2 separate regions of the Mus musculus genome follow, and region 2 is linked to region 1. The links are chromatin contacts, called in public Hi-C maps. All regions are on one chromosome and are shown on one strand. The core of a region is the stretch at or near the end of the contact, and the rest is flanking DNA. Distances in the headings are between cores, read along the strand shown.

The links. A called contact is a pair of places that touch in the nucleus more often than the background predicts.
Region 2: a Hi-C map of CD8 T cells shows a contact between it and region 1, with 4 times the contacts expected there. The contact joins two enhancer-like sites. A contact is called at or near these places in 1 of 484 Hi-C or Micro-C datasets (CD8 T cells) and 1 of 115 datasets of contacts at active chromatin or transcription factors (embryonic stem cells).

Annotation. Positions count from the first base shown.
Region 1 is chr7:68,280,792-68,287,539 of GRCm38.p6, forward strand. All of the region lies in intron 1 of Fam169b (family with sequence similarity 169, member B), which reads left to right. Among named protein-coding and RNA genes, the nearest start is that of Gm16157, 7.6 kb to the left of the region's middle. Within about 2 kb of position 5,335, at least 72 of the 459 cell types and tissues checked have an H3K27ac peak or open chromatin away from gene starts, as enhancers often do. A contact at or near this core is called in CD8 T cells, where this site is marked.
Region 2 is chr7:73,534,527-73,541,343 of GRCm38.p6, forward strand. Chd2 (chromodomain helicase DNA binding protein 2) reads right to left here. Exons shown (of 39, transcript NM_001081345.2): 1 at 6,720-6,817; 2 at 6,246-6,378. The coding sequence starts at 6,307. Chaserr (CHD2 adjacent suppressive regulatory RNA) reads right to left here. Exons shown (of 5, transcript NR_037569.1): 5 at 5,272-6,817. Among named protein-coding and RNA genes, the nearest start is that of Chd2, 3.8 kb to the right of the region's middle. Within about 2 kb of position 3,370, at least 407 of the 459 cell types and tissues checked have an H3K27ac peak or open chromatin away from gene starts, as enhancers often do. A contact at or near this core is called in CD8 T cells, where this site is marked.

The DNA of each region.
Region 1 (6,748 bases), core at 4,085-6,584:
ACAAGCGATTTGTGTACTACACGTGTGCTGCTCACGTTTGGACAGAACCTCTTGGACAAAGGAGCTAGGTGGTGGGGTGGGTAGGATGTAGCTGGCACAGCGGGCATAAATCCTTGGGGTCAGGTTCCCTGATCCAGTGGAGAATCACTTCCATAGCAAGCTTGGAGCCAGGCTGAGATCCTGTCTAAAGCGCTATACAGAAGGGAGGACGCTGCTTTATTCATGTTTTGTTACCCCACAATGCATAAACATTAGATAAAAATATTAAAAATATTTGGTGTAAAAATACAACATAAATTCTAGTTATTTGTTCATAACTATCTGCTTTTAATCATAATTTTAAGCATGATAATAGGCAGATCATCTTTTAAAATCTTTTGCCCTCCTTTATCTTAAATGGCATCCTGTCTACCCTTGCCCTGTTTCCGTTCTTTTCTATTTTGAAATTTAATAACCATGTTTCTCTCCTTTTTAAGTGCTAACTTAGAAATTTTAATATTCATACTTGATTAATTATTCTGCGATAAGTCAAATTTTAACTTCCCTTGGAATGAGTTAGGGGCCTTCAGAAGTTCTCTCCCTATTGTTTCCTCCCCAGCTCATATGCGGTGATGGTTCATTGTCAACTCTACTAGATTTAGAATCACCTAGGATACACATCTCTGAGCAAGTCTGTAAGGGTGTTTCCAGCGAGACTTAGTTGAAGAGAAGACATGCCCTGAGTGTGGGTGGTGCCGTCCTACAGACTGAGGGCTTGGATTGACTGAGAAACAGAAAGTGGCTGGTGGCAAGCATCCATTTCTTTCTCTTTGCTGAGCTTGGGTACAGTGTGACCAGCCCCTCCCTCCCCCCCTTCCTGCCGACAGGAGCTGTTCTTGTATTCTTTCTTGTGTTCTTGTGGACATCTCTTCCTCTCCGAGGTAGACCTTGTCCTCAGGCTATGAGCTGAACTAAAATCCTTCCTGAAACTTCTTTAGTCAGGTAGTTTGTCCCAGCCATGAGAAAAATACCAAACACACATACACTGCCCTTGAAGCTTTAACTTTTTCTTGTTCCTTAAATTAAAATGTTTTATGTCGTATGGTCAACATCAGCACATCAGCTTAGACTCTATCCGAGTTTATTATTGTTTCCCAGTCCCCATTGCTTCCTAACGAGCCTTTTCTTCTAGAGGTCAATTACCTATATGCTAATGTGCCTAAGAAATAATTATATCGGAGGTCTTCTCACAGCAAACTCTTGAATGATATGTTTCTAATATTTCTTTATTTCATCTGATGTCTTGGAAGTTGTTTTTGCTAGAAGGAGGAGGAATGTTATTTACCTTTATTTAGCTCATTAAAAATGACATTCCGGGCTGGAGAGATGGCTCAGTGGTTAAGAGCACCGACTGCTCTTCCGAAGGTCCTGAGTTCAAATCCCAGCAACCACATGGTGGCTCACAACCATCGGTCATAATGAGATCTGACGCCCTCTTCTGGTGCATCTGAAGACAGCTACAGTGTACTTAGATATAATAATAAATAAATCTAAAAAAAAAAAAAAGGCATTCCATTGTCTCCTGCCTTCCAGAGTTTTGTGAAGAAGGCAGCTGTCCACTTATTAGCAGCCAAGTGGAAAGATCTGTAGATCTGTCCTTTCTTCCCGAATGCTTCCAGGTGTGCGTGTGTGTGTGTGTGTGTGTGTGTGTGTGTGTGTGTGTGTGCGCGTGCGTGCGCGCACATGCGAGTGTGCTGTTTTGCAGTGTGACTAGTGTGTCTAGGTGAGGGATTGGTTAAGATTACAGAATCTAAGAGTAGGTGTCATCATTAACTCATCTACGTTTTCTTCACGTTTGGGTTCTTCCTTCGTCTTCTCCTCCTGGAAGTTTAATTAGTCTGCCACAGCATCCCGTATCTCACGCCACTGTGCTTGGTTTCTCTTTACTTTCCAAGTGTACCAGCTGTGTCTCTCTCTCTGCTGTGTTCTGGGTCAATGACTCAGCTAAGATGTTCCGTTTTAGAAATTCTACTTCCCTTTCCTCCTCAATTCTTACTGGGCAACGTGAAAGGTCTCGGCGCCCTTTGTTTCTTACTGTTTCCCCGGTCACATTTAACATCTGCATCTCCTATAGCCTGTGGTTTCAGTGTGCCATATATAGTCTGTCTGCCTCTTCAATGGTATTTGCTTCACCGTATGCTCAGGGTCTTTTTTTCACCTAGTCGTTTTGTTTGTTTACTTTGGTTTTGAAACAGGGTGTCATTATGTAGCGCCAACTGGCCTGGAGTTTGTTACACAGATCAGCAAAGCCGAAAATTCATAGAGGTCACTCTACCATTGCTTCCTGAGTGATAGGATTAAAGACATGCACCACCATGCCCAGGAGCTTGAGGAGTTTTACAGGTCAGATTCTAATGACCTCGAGCCTGGTACCCTTATCTTTAGCCCAGAAGCACTAGTGACTGAATACTGAAGAAGGTGGTGGCACTTGGCTTTCAGCAGTTTTCAATGCACTATGTGGAAGCTCTCCTTCTGAAGGCTTCCCATGCCTTTTAGCTTATACTGGTTAGAATACCTTAGTAAGATATTTCTTTTTTTTAAGAAACTTTTTTTTTACAGATTTATTTATTTATTACATGTAAGTACACTGTAGCTGTCTTCAGACACTCCAGAAGAGGGCGTCAGATCTCATTACGGGTGGTTGTGAGCCACCATGTGGTTGCTGGGATTTGAACTTCGGACCTTTGGAAAAGCAGTTGGGTGCTCTTACCCACTGAGCCATCTCACCAGCCCAGTAAGATATTTCATAATTTAGAGGATTGGACATCCTAGTTTTCTGTTGGTATGCTCCTTGACTTTCTGGTAACGCTAGAACCATGATTGACTTAGGCTGCTTCCTGGGTTAGTTCATGAAGCCACCACAATTGAACGCTGCCCAGTGAATTTCATTGGCCTTTTTGGAAAGAAGGATTAAAGTACATCAGCGTGCCAAAACCTGGCTCACATGTGTCATCTGTCTTGTCACCTTCACCGCCATCTCTGCTCTAAGCTGTCTCTGCGCTTGCCTGAACTTTGTGAAATGTCTCTGACTCTGGCCCTTACTTACCACAGTGTGCTCTGGATGAACCAGTAAGCATTCTTTCCACACATCCGTTTCTCTCTTCTTGCCATTTCTTGCAACATTCTCAAAGTTGACGTCAAATACTAAGAATATATTGGCAAAAGACCTGAGAGGACATTTCCCAAAGAAGATGTACTGGTGAGCACCGGAAACATGATGCTCTCTCTACGTTACCAGCCATCAGGAAAGCACAAGTGGAAACCACAGGCTGCTATCCCCTCCGCCCCACTGGGTGGCTACCATAAAACACCAACAAGACAGACAATACAAGTGTAGCTGAGGATGGGGGGAAACTGGAATTCTTGTGTCTTGTTGACAGGAGTGTAAAATCTTTACAGCCTGATGTGGAGAGGTAAGCGCTGTAGTTCTGTGGCAGAGTGCTTGTCTAGTATGCCAGAGTTCTGGGCTTCAGTCTTCACTACTGCTACCAGAGAGGAAGAAAGGAAGGGAGGAAAAAGCCTGCTATGGAAGTTTTGAAAACAATTAAACAGAATTACCATATGGTCCAGTAATTCCTCTTCTGGATGTACAGACTGGAGGACCACAAGCAGGAACTTGGACAGTGTTTGTACCTCCAAGTAACATGTTTCATATGTAAGAGATGGAGAACAACTGAAGTGCCCTTTGTGACAAAATGTTCTCAACAAAGGTCTTCATTGGGCTGTGAATGAAGAAGTGCAGCTACAACAGGGATGAACTCTGAAGCCAGTGTGCTTAATGAAACGAGTCAGCTGCAAATGGCAAAGGCTGGGTGGTCCCACTTGGACGACTGTACCTTAATAGTCAAACTCCGGAGCTGGGGCGTGTACTGGCTGCAGGGCGCTGGAGAAGTGTTAGAATCCGGAATGTGGAGGGTGCTCTTTCGGTCTGAGATGGGGGAGGAGTAGTGAGGACGGCACAGTGGTACAGATGTGCTTACAGTCCCACAACTGTACATGGCCAAATGGTAACCACAATGAAACTATCTGAAATAATTATGGAGATGTATTGTGATTCCCATTAAAAACTAAACTTGAAGGCAGAGGCCAGATACTCCGTCCAACCCCCTCCCCTGCCTGCAACAATGTTTCTCTGTGTAATAAGCCCTGCCTGGCCTAGAACTCATTCTGTAGACTAAACTGTCCTTGAACTCAGAGACCCACCTGCCTCCGGATTGCTGGGATTAAAGGCCACGCCTGGTGAAGTTCATTTACTGGCTCAGTGGTTAAGAGCACTGACTGGTTTTTCCAGAGGTCCTGAGTTCAAATCCCAGCAACAGGTGGTGGCTCACAACCATCTGTAATGAGATCTGATGCCCTCTTCTGCTGTGTCTGAAGGCAGCGGCAGTGTAGCTGAAGAACTTGCACTAGTGTAGGTAGCCCATGAAAATGGAAGTAGAATATTCCTTTTTTCTTTTATGACTGGCTTATTGCCCTCAGTGCAGTGGCCTCAAGTTCTGTTCACGTCAGTTGCCCCTAAATTCCCTTCCCTTTTAAAGCTGAACTACATCCCATGCTGTGTGTGTAGAGCACCTCTCCTCTGCCAGTGGACGCTGGAGTTGCCTTTTGCTTTGGTCTTTTGTGACCAGTGTTTCTATGAATAGTTTGCAAGTTCAGCATCCTCAGAACTAGGGCCGCCATGAACTGACATTTAAAGTGAGTGGTTGATTCAATATTAATTAGTAGGGAGACCTGGTGAGCTAGCTCGACTGTTGAGACTAACCACTGCTGATGCAGAGGGCCTGGGTTTGACTCCTAGCACCTGGCCTGACTCGTAACTATCTGTAACCCAAGTCCCAGCGGTTCTCATGCCCTCTTCTGGCCTCTGTGGACATCAGGTATAGATGTAGGCGAATACTTAATACCTACAAAATAAAAAGCTTTAAAATGGTGGGAGGCGAGTCATCAGAGCTCTGCAGGAAATCTCAAGGTCTGGATTTGAGTTTTTACTTCATTACTAATTAACCTTTGAATCTCTTTTCCCTCACTGGACAAACGGTCAGTGCACTGTGCTTTATGGACTCTGTGGGGTTGATACACATTTCACACAAGTTGTACGCGTAAAAGCCCTTTGGAAACTGGGTCCCTCTGCCAGTGTGAGGTTTCACCAGGACTTTGATGTGATCACGTGAAAACACACCACTACCCTTCCCCCATCCTCTCATACTTTAGAAACATTGTTTATCCAAAAAACCCCCACAAGATATCATGTTTCCTTTCTATTCCGTCACAGTAACACAGTAACAGTAACTCCATGCAAGCATCAGCATTCTGCTTCCTGTACTTCTCAGCCTTAATTTAGACACACAAGTCTGGCACTCTGTAAAAGGCAGTTATCGAGGTGCGCTTCCAGTTGTTGAGAAGCAGATGTTTCCCCTTAGCAAATCCTCTCAGGTCAGAGGAGCCTGTTGAACTCTGCGATGGCTGTTCCTGCTTGTCAACTCCACCCGGAATGAGCTGCAATCCAAAAACAGAGGGCACACCTGTGATCCAGATCTTGGAACTGGAAGAGACAGGTCTTTGATCCAGATCTTGAGGAACAGTGGCCATGATGGGCTAGGCTCAGGCAAGGTGGTACACGCCTTTAATTCCAGGAGACAGAGGCAAGTGGATCTCTGAATTAAAAAAAAAAAAAAAAAAAAAGCTTAGGTCCAGGCCTGGTGGTACACATCTTTAATCTGGGCCACACCTTCTGCTGGAGGCCTACAGAAGGACAATGGAAGAAGGAAGGGTTTATTCTTCGCCAGTTTGCACTTGCTGGCCAGCACATCTGTTGGAACCTTCTTCAGGATTCCAGCTTGTACAGAAGACCAGCTGAGACACTTAGCCTCATGGGACTGAGCGACTTCTAGATTCTTGGACTTCCTATTCACAGCTGCCCATTGTTGGGTTAGTTGGACTGCAGACTGTTAGTCATTCCAGTAAGTTTTGTGACTCTAGAGAACCCCGACTAATACAAACTCCACCTATTCTCAGGGGCTGCCCATCAGAACGATGAGCCAAGTTCTTGAGCAGTGGGGCTGCAGCTGAGTCCATAACCCGGCTTCCTCACTGAGACTCTGGGTTCCTTCCTCTCTACCCACTTGCTCTTCACGAAACTCACATGCAGGCTAGAAAGCCATTTGTTCCTCTTCAGAAGTTTATTTAAAATGTAACAGGTGAAGACCCGTAGGGGATGTGGTTTTTGTATAGAAGTGCCTGAAGTCACTAGGAGAGCCCTGATGTTTGGTTGGGTCTGAGAACTGTCATCTATTGGCATACAATGAATGCATCACAGTGGTGAGAGGTTATTTTTCTTTGTCCTTTGGGTCCTGGGAGATATGTGGTTCTAGTTCCACGCTGAGCAATTGTCCTACCACAGGGCTCCTTTTCCGTCTTCAGGACTGCCACACACACACACACACACACACACACACACACGCGCGCGCGCGCGCGCACGCGCACACGCACACACGCACATGCACACACACACATGCACACACGCACACGCTCCGTCTTACTGATACTAGGGTATTTTCATGTTTTTAGTGATTAAACTCAGAATGTTAAGACTGGGGTTTTCTGCTCTTACTCTGTTGCTCTCTTACTCTCTTTCCCTCTTACCTTATTCCTCTCTGTCCTTTCTCCCCCTATTCCTCTCCCCCCTCTCTCTACATGGTCTTGGCAAGCC
Region 2 (6,817 bases), core at 2,120-4,619, 5.3 Mb after region 1:
TTTTTAAAAATATAATAGCGGGCTGGTGAGATGGCTCAGTGGGTAAGAGCACCCAACTGCTCTTCCGAAGGTCCAAAGTTCAAATCCCAGCAACCACATGGTGGCTCACAACCACCCGTAATGAGATCTGATGCCTTCTTCTGGTGTGTCTGAATTCAGCTACAGTGTACTTACATATAATAAATAAATAAATAAATAAATAAATAAATCTTAAACATATATATATATAATAGCTAGCCAGGAAGACATACATCTGAAACATCAAACCAAGGTGATCCATCCTTAAGCAAGCCCAGAAATGAAGTGTTCAAACTGCTTCAGAAAACACAGCATCAACGCCACCTTTCTTCCATGCTGGTTATGTATTTCAGAAAGGCCTAATCCTCATGTCATAATTTGAGCTCAAATATTTCCAGCATAGCTTTGCAGAAGTGCCTGGCCCAGTGTCACCTAATCAACTAAGGATTAGGGATCAGAGGTCACAGCATGCACATAAACAAAGGTAACCACAGTGCTAAACTGCTGATTTTAAAAAGGAAAGCAGCCTCAGGGCATTTGATGCTTGGGTCAAATAGTTTTAGTCTGGCTTTTCTTTTTCCCCTTAATAATGTCTTTAAAGTTCCAAAACAAGTAATAGTTGGTACCATTGGAGAGACTGCCTGATCATGCTGGAAAGGATGAGGTAATACACAGCAGCGTGACAATCACTGAAGATAAGCAAGCTACAAGTGGTTTCTATTGGTATGCAAAAGTAACTCTAACTTGGGTGTAGGGCAAGTGTTTAAACAGTTTCTTTGTTCAAGTAATGCTCCTCAAGAAAGCTTTACAACTCAAGAAAGGAGCTCTAAAGTAGTCAGGCAAAGCTAAAGCACTAAAGATCTTCAGTAGTAGCTGCCAAATTTTGAGATGGTATGAATGTGGACCTCAGGTGATCTTAGTAACTATGTGGTGCCAAGTTAGACAGCTGGGCTGAACACCGCAGTAAAGTATGCACAGTTCAAATAAAATTATACATTTAGTCCTCAAACAATTAGCTTGCAAAACATATCAAATATTGTTTGCAAACCTCTATTAACTGCACCTTTGTATCTGAGTTTGGAATCTCAGGTATGGAGGCCCAGTCTGAAACTCTACACAGCTGAGGATGGCCTTGAACTTCTTATTCTCCAGGATCCACATCCCAACCAGATACAAACATTTCAGGTATGTCACAGCCAGTGTGGGAAATTAGGACTCAAACCCAGGGGCTTCATACAGACTATCAAGTTAGCCACCTCTCCCAACCCCCACTGACTTAATCTATAATAGAGCCCAAAAAAACATTACAAAGTACAAGGGTTTTGTTTTGTTTTGCCGGGACTTGTTTTGGTTCTTCAAGACAGGGCTTTTCAATGTCCTGGAACTCCCTCGGTAGACCAGGCTGTCCTCAAACTCAGATATCTGCCTACCTTTGCCTCCTGAGAAGCTGGAACTAAAGTCAAGTGTCACCAAAGCTCACCAAAGTCCAAATTTTATTAGTCAAATCACACACACATTTCTTGGCATATCCTGACGTATTTACGCAGGGTGTTAAAAAAAAAAAAAAGGGTCAAAGGGCAGACCTAAAGTAATATTTTGCTACATTCACTGGCTCCACTTGGAATCAGCTCCTAAATCAGCAGACCAGTGATGATAATACACACAAACCTGTTCAGTGCAGTACCTAGGCTGAAGATATCTTCCATAAAGCTGTTTATTCTCTCTCATAAACACAATGCAATGTTGGCTACAAGCAAACACTAAAACCTAATACTAATATAATTTAATTCTAATACACCAAAATGCAAGATGGAATTACTACCTTCCTTCTAGTGTCAACATACTTTTATTTTTGTTGCTGTTATTTAGTAATCCCTTTAAAATGTATTGAAACCAGGAAATACAGAATCACTTTACAAAACATAGATCTCTAAGGACATTAAGCATTTTGTGCACAATAGCCATGAATAAATTTTTCTGCGTAGTTCTTTTGCGTAACAATCTTAAAATCCCTAATTTACTAAGAATTTCGCCTAAACAACCAAGATTAAGGAAAATCTATAAAATCCATTACAGGGAATTGGTCCTTTCATAAACACCCATAAAAACATTTCTAGGTACATTGAAGCCCATACCATTTTTAAAACTGTCTTCACTGTATAGCCCTGGTTGTCCTGGAGCTGTTTGCAGACCAGACAGACTGGCTTTGAACTCACAGGTCTGCCTCCCTCTGCCACTTACTGCGTGAAAGGTACATGCCACCACACTCTGTTGCCCATATTTAAAGTATAATCTACTGAATTGCTAATGGTGTCTCCTAAGGAATAGTTTAATAGTTCTAAACTATACTGGAATGAAGAATATTTAAGTAAACAAAGAGATGTACTAACACTGCTTTTTCTTCGAGGTCAAATTCATTATTCATGAGTTAATTTGGAGCCATAGTTGGTAAACTATTTTTAAAAATAAATTCTTACAAGGGACCCCAAACAAGGCAGGAAATGAGCAGCCACACAGAAGTTTACCAGAAATGAACTAAAGGGAGACTACAGCCAAGGCATTTCAAGACCTTACCAAGTAATTTCTACTACCAATTAAGGTTGAGTCTTAGCCAGTGCCCCTAACACTTTAGTAGTTTGCGGACACTGAACAGTTTTGTATTGCCTAATGCACTGATACTTGTAGTTATAATATAAGTAAACGTCCCTAGAACATTTCTTTAACTACCCCACTGCGATTCTTACAAACCACTAGAGATACTGACCTGAGTTTTTCTTCCTCAAATGTCAATTGAGAAAATGTTTGATACCAAGTGAAAATGCACGGGGACAAGCTCAAATGTTCTTCCCTTGGTTTATGAGCCATGTATGACAGAGCTTAAACACCCGTTAAGGCCATTGAATTAAAAACATTACACTCACACTGAACTGCTTTCAACCAATGGGAACAAAATGAAACTCACTAATCTCCTTACACAGAACGAGGGACTAAACGGGAGAAAACGCACCGGAACATTAAAAAAAAATTTTTTTTAAGGCGAAACTGTAAATAAAAAGACCTAGCGTACTACTACTTGGAGATTTACGATTACTGTGTCTTTTCTCCAAAAGAGGATAAACATTCCAAGGACGGGCTCGGGAACACACTAGGGTGTGGTGTGGACCACAACACGCCAGGCCTAAAGACAGCAAGGATCCAAATCGGTCCGGAAAGAAGCCGCCCACCGGAAAGTCCCGACCAAAATTCCCTTCCTCTGCCCCGCCCCCGGCGCTAGCCGAGCCCATAGAGGAAGCAGCAGACCGACGCACGAGGCCACGCGTCACCGCGTTCTCCCGCCCACTCCGTCTGACGTCAAGGGGCGGGACCAGCCCGACGGCGCCACCGTTGACCCTGCTGTTACCAGGCGCTCACACAGCCAATCAGCACTCGCCGCAAGCGCCGGCCGGCCTTTGAACTCCGCACAGCAACTTCCTGCTGTTTGGCGAGTACACAGTGCAATGCAGTATGTCTGTCAGCGCTGCGGCACAAAGGAACAGCCATTTTGTGACTGAGCTGGACTTGCACCAAGATGCCAGGGCCTCCGAGAACTGCTGCCTGCGCCAACTACCGAGCTGCCTTTTATTTCATCATCAGAGTACTTATGGGAACGTGGGGAAAAGGATGTTCTGATATTAGGTTTGTTTTCAGCGTTCTTAAAAATTCGATTTTTTAAAAGTATTATTATCAGCGTCATAAAATGGCTGCCACTTAAAACTGCCTGTCCCAGTACACAAACACTGCTCATGCCTTTTCTAATCATCCCTGCCTTACAAGGCTAGCGAAAAACGTTAAGATTTACCCACACCTCTGGATACCAAAATATGGCTCAAAGGCAAGACAATTTTTAGATAGATATTTAATTTTCAATTTAGAAATGCCATGTGCTAGAACATGTGCATTCCTTCCCCCCTGGTTTCCTTCCGTTCCTGGATATAACTTAAGTGTTTGGCATACTTTTTATGTCCATCACTAAGACTACTGTATTTAAAAATTTACAAATATGAACTGTTTAAAATTGCATTCTTAAAAAGTAAAAACTTATCTCCAAAAATCGTGATATACAAAGCACATTAGACTTCTGCATTAACTTTAAAAAATGCAATACACATAATCACTATTTTAAAAGTATAGTGCTTGTTTCAAAAACAGGAAAACTTAAAACTTTTGCTGATCGCAGTCTCTCAAGTGTATTTGATCTGAAAGCAATTCCTTTCAATCCCTGCAGTATCAGGCTGCAAAGGTGGTGGTTTTAGTTGTGTTCCCTAAACACTATTTTTTCAAAAATTAATTCTCTACAGTGTCAACCTACTGGATGACACAGGAACACCTAGCTACACAAGGGCAACATAAATTTCAACTCCGGAGAAATATCATCACACAAAACACAAACATTCTTTAAACTTTACAATCTTTAAAGGAAGTGATGTCATAACTGTATACATGCATTAATAATGTATATAACTTAAGAGTAACAGTAATTTAAAAGTAACTCCATCTTCAACAAGTCTGGAGTATTCTGGACATTCATCAAATATATGATTTAAAGTATACTTGGCAAAAACAGTAAAAACCTGCTTCTTGTTTTGACTAAAGGAATTAAATGCATCACAATGCCCAAGTTATTACCCAAATAATACTAAGTTTATTCAAAGACATCACTTCAAGAGTTAGAGCAGTCTGATCAATGAAACAAAAAACCTTGCATAAGAAAGCCAAAACCCTGGTGAGAATATGCAAATCATATACTCAAGGGGGTAACAAGTCTAACTCTGGGTCTTTCCTGACTGTCAAATGCATTGAAGCTTCCTATGCCTTCACACTGTGGCTTTCCAGAGAATTCGTCTTGCATTAGAAGCTTTCTGTCCTTGACCCAGTAATGACAAAAGCAACTTAAAAGAGATCCAAAATTGTAACTACTCAATTTGTATAGAAATTTGGAAATGTATTTTTTAACGCAAGGCTCAAAATATTTTTAGTAAAGAGTAAACTCATCAATTTGTAAAAAACTATATTCCACACTTCAAAATTTAAAAGCTAATTTAAACAAGAATTTTATGTAAAATTATAAAGTAAAATCAAAATTGGATCATATACCAATCACATTCTTGTTAGCTGCATGATTTTAAAACTATGACATGACAATTCTTAAGAACACATCCAGAAATGCATTCACATTTTTAAATTAACATAAAGATACAGTCATACAACAAAAAATATCTTATATGCTTTATTACTTCAGCCACTGATAAGCTACTTCAAAGAATGAAGGAGAAATCATGATTTAAACAAACAGCACATTAAAAAGCTTCAGAAGAGAAAGCATTACAGGACACTGTCAAAATAAATGGATACATTTAAAGCAGCACCAACTAAAACATAAGGATAAAATAAAATACAATTATTATCAACCAGAAAGAACTGTCTTAATATACACAAACATAAACCTTGTAATATTTTAAGCATAAAAAATACAATTACATTGCCATAGTAACAAACACAAAGCTTAAGTATTAATAGCATTCCAAAATTTTTGTGGTTACAGATTTAATGATCTCAGGAACTATTTATTAAGGTTTTGATAAGTCATAAAAAAAATTTTAATTGTCACGTGTATCAAAAGAAACAATCAAAAATATAAACTGAAAGGCATCAGTCAAGGGGTCCTATTTGTGATTGTGTTTTTAAATGTACATTTTTTCATTCATATAACTTTCTCAAATGTCTATTTACTATAATTTACTACTACCAGGCTGCTCTATGGCCCTCGGTTACAAGTTTGAATATCCCAGATTCTTCAAAGAAAAAAATTTGCCTTGTATGTAAAATGGTGCAATGCAGCAATGGCTAAACAGACAAGGTCATTTTTCTGCAGCATGAAAACCTAAAACCTGAAAATTTACTGACAGAAAAACTACAGTTTCTAGGAAAGGCCCCTCCGGAGAAAAGTACATTACCTTCTGAATGCTGTAAGAGGCCTTAAGTCACAACTCAACTTTCATAAATTGATACCAAAAAATCAGGGTGTGGCATGTTAGCAATCTCAAGGTCACGCTTTAAAAACCAACCCAAGTTAGAAAATTCTTGAAATACAGACAGCAATCCATGTCTGTCAAAGTAAACAAGTGTAAGCTGAGGTTTCCCGAAAAAAAAAAAAAAAGAAAGAAAGAAAGAAAGTTGATAGCTCATACCTCGATGCATTGCTGTGTAGCGAACTGTCCTCCTCTTGGCTTTTGTCCTTATTTCTCATCATCTTTTAATTCTTAAATATTAAGGGGGAGGGGGAATCTGTGTTTGCTTTGAAGTCCTGTGCCCAGGTATTTACTGTCAAAAGTTGAAAGAAAGGTGAGGTCCCAGCTTCTGCGGATGGTTTTATTATCAGGAACAAAGTCCTGACGATGTTAGCGATATTCATGTAATGCAACAACGATAAACACCAGAAAAACAAAATATTTCTATTTTTCCGTTTTAAAATGAGAGGGGGATAAACTGAACGACAGAAGCATCACTATCAATAAGGAAAGTTTCTCAAAAGTAACACACTGGATACAAATAACAATCTCTCTATCTTATTGCGTCATCCAGGAATTTCTCATATTTACAGTAAATAAAGCCAAGTTCAACATTAATTTTTTTAAAATTATCACTGATTATCATGGACTTACCTGATCCATGTAGTAGGTCCAAAGCAAGAGTCCTATCTAGTAGTAGAAAAATATCCGATCCAAAATAATTTTTAAAAACGCAAAATTCTCCGTTAAAA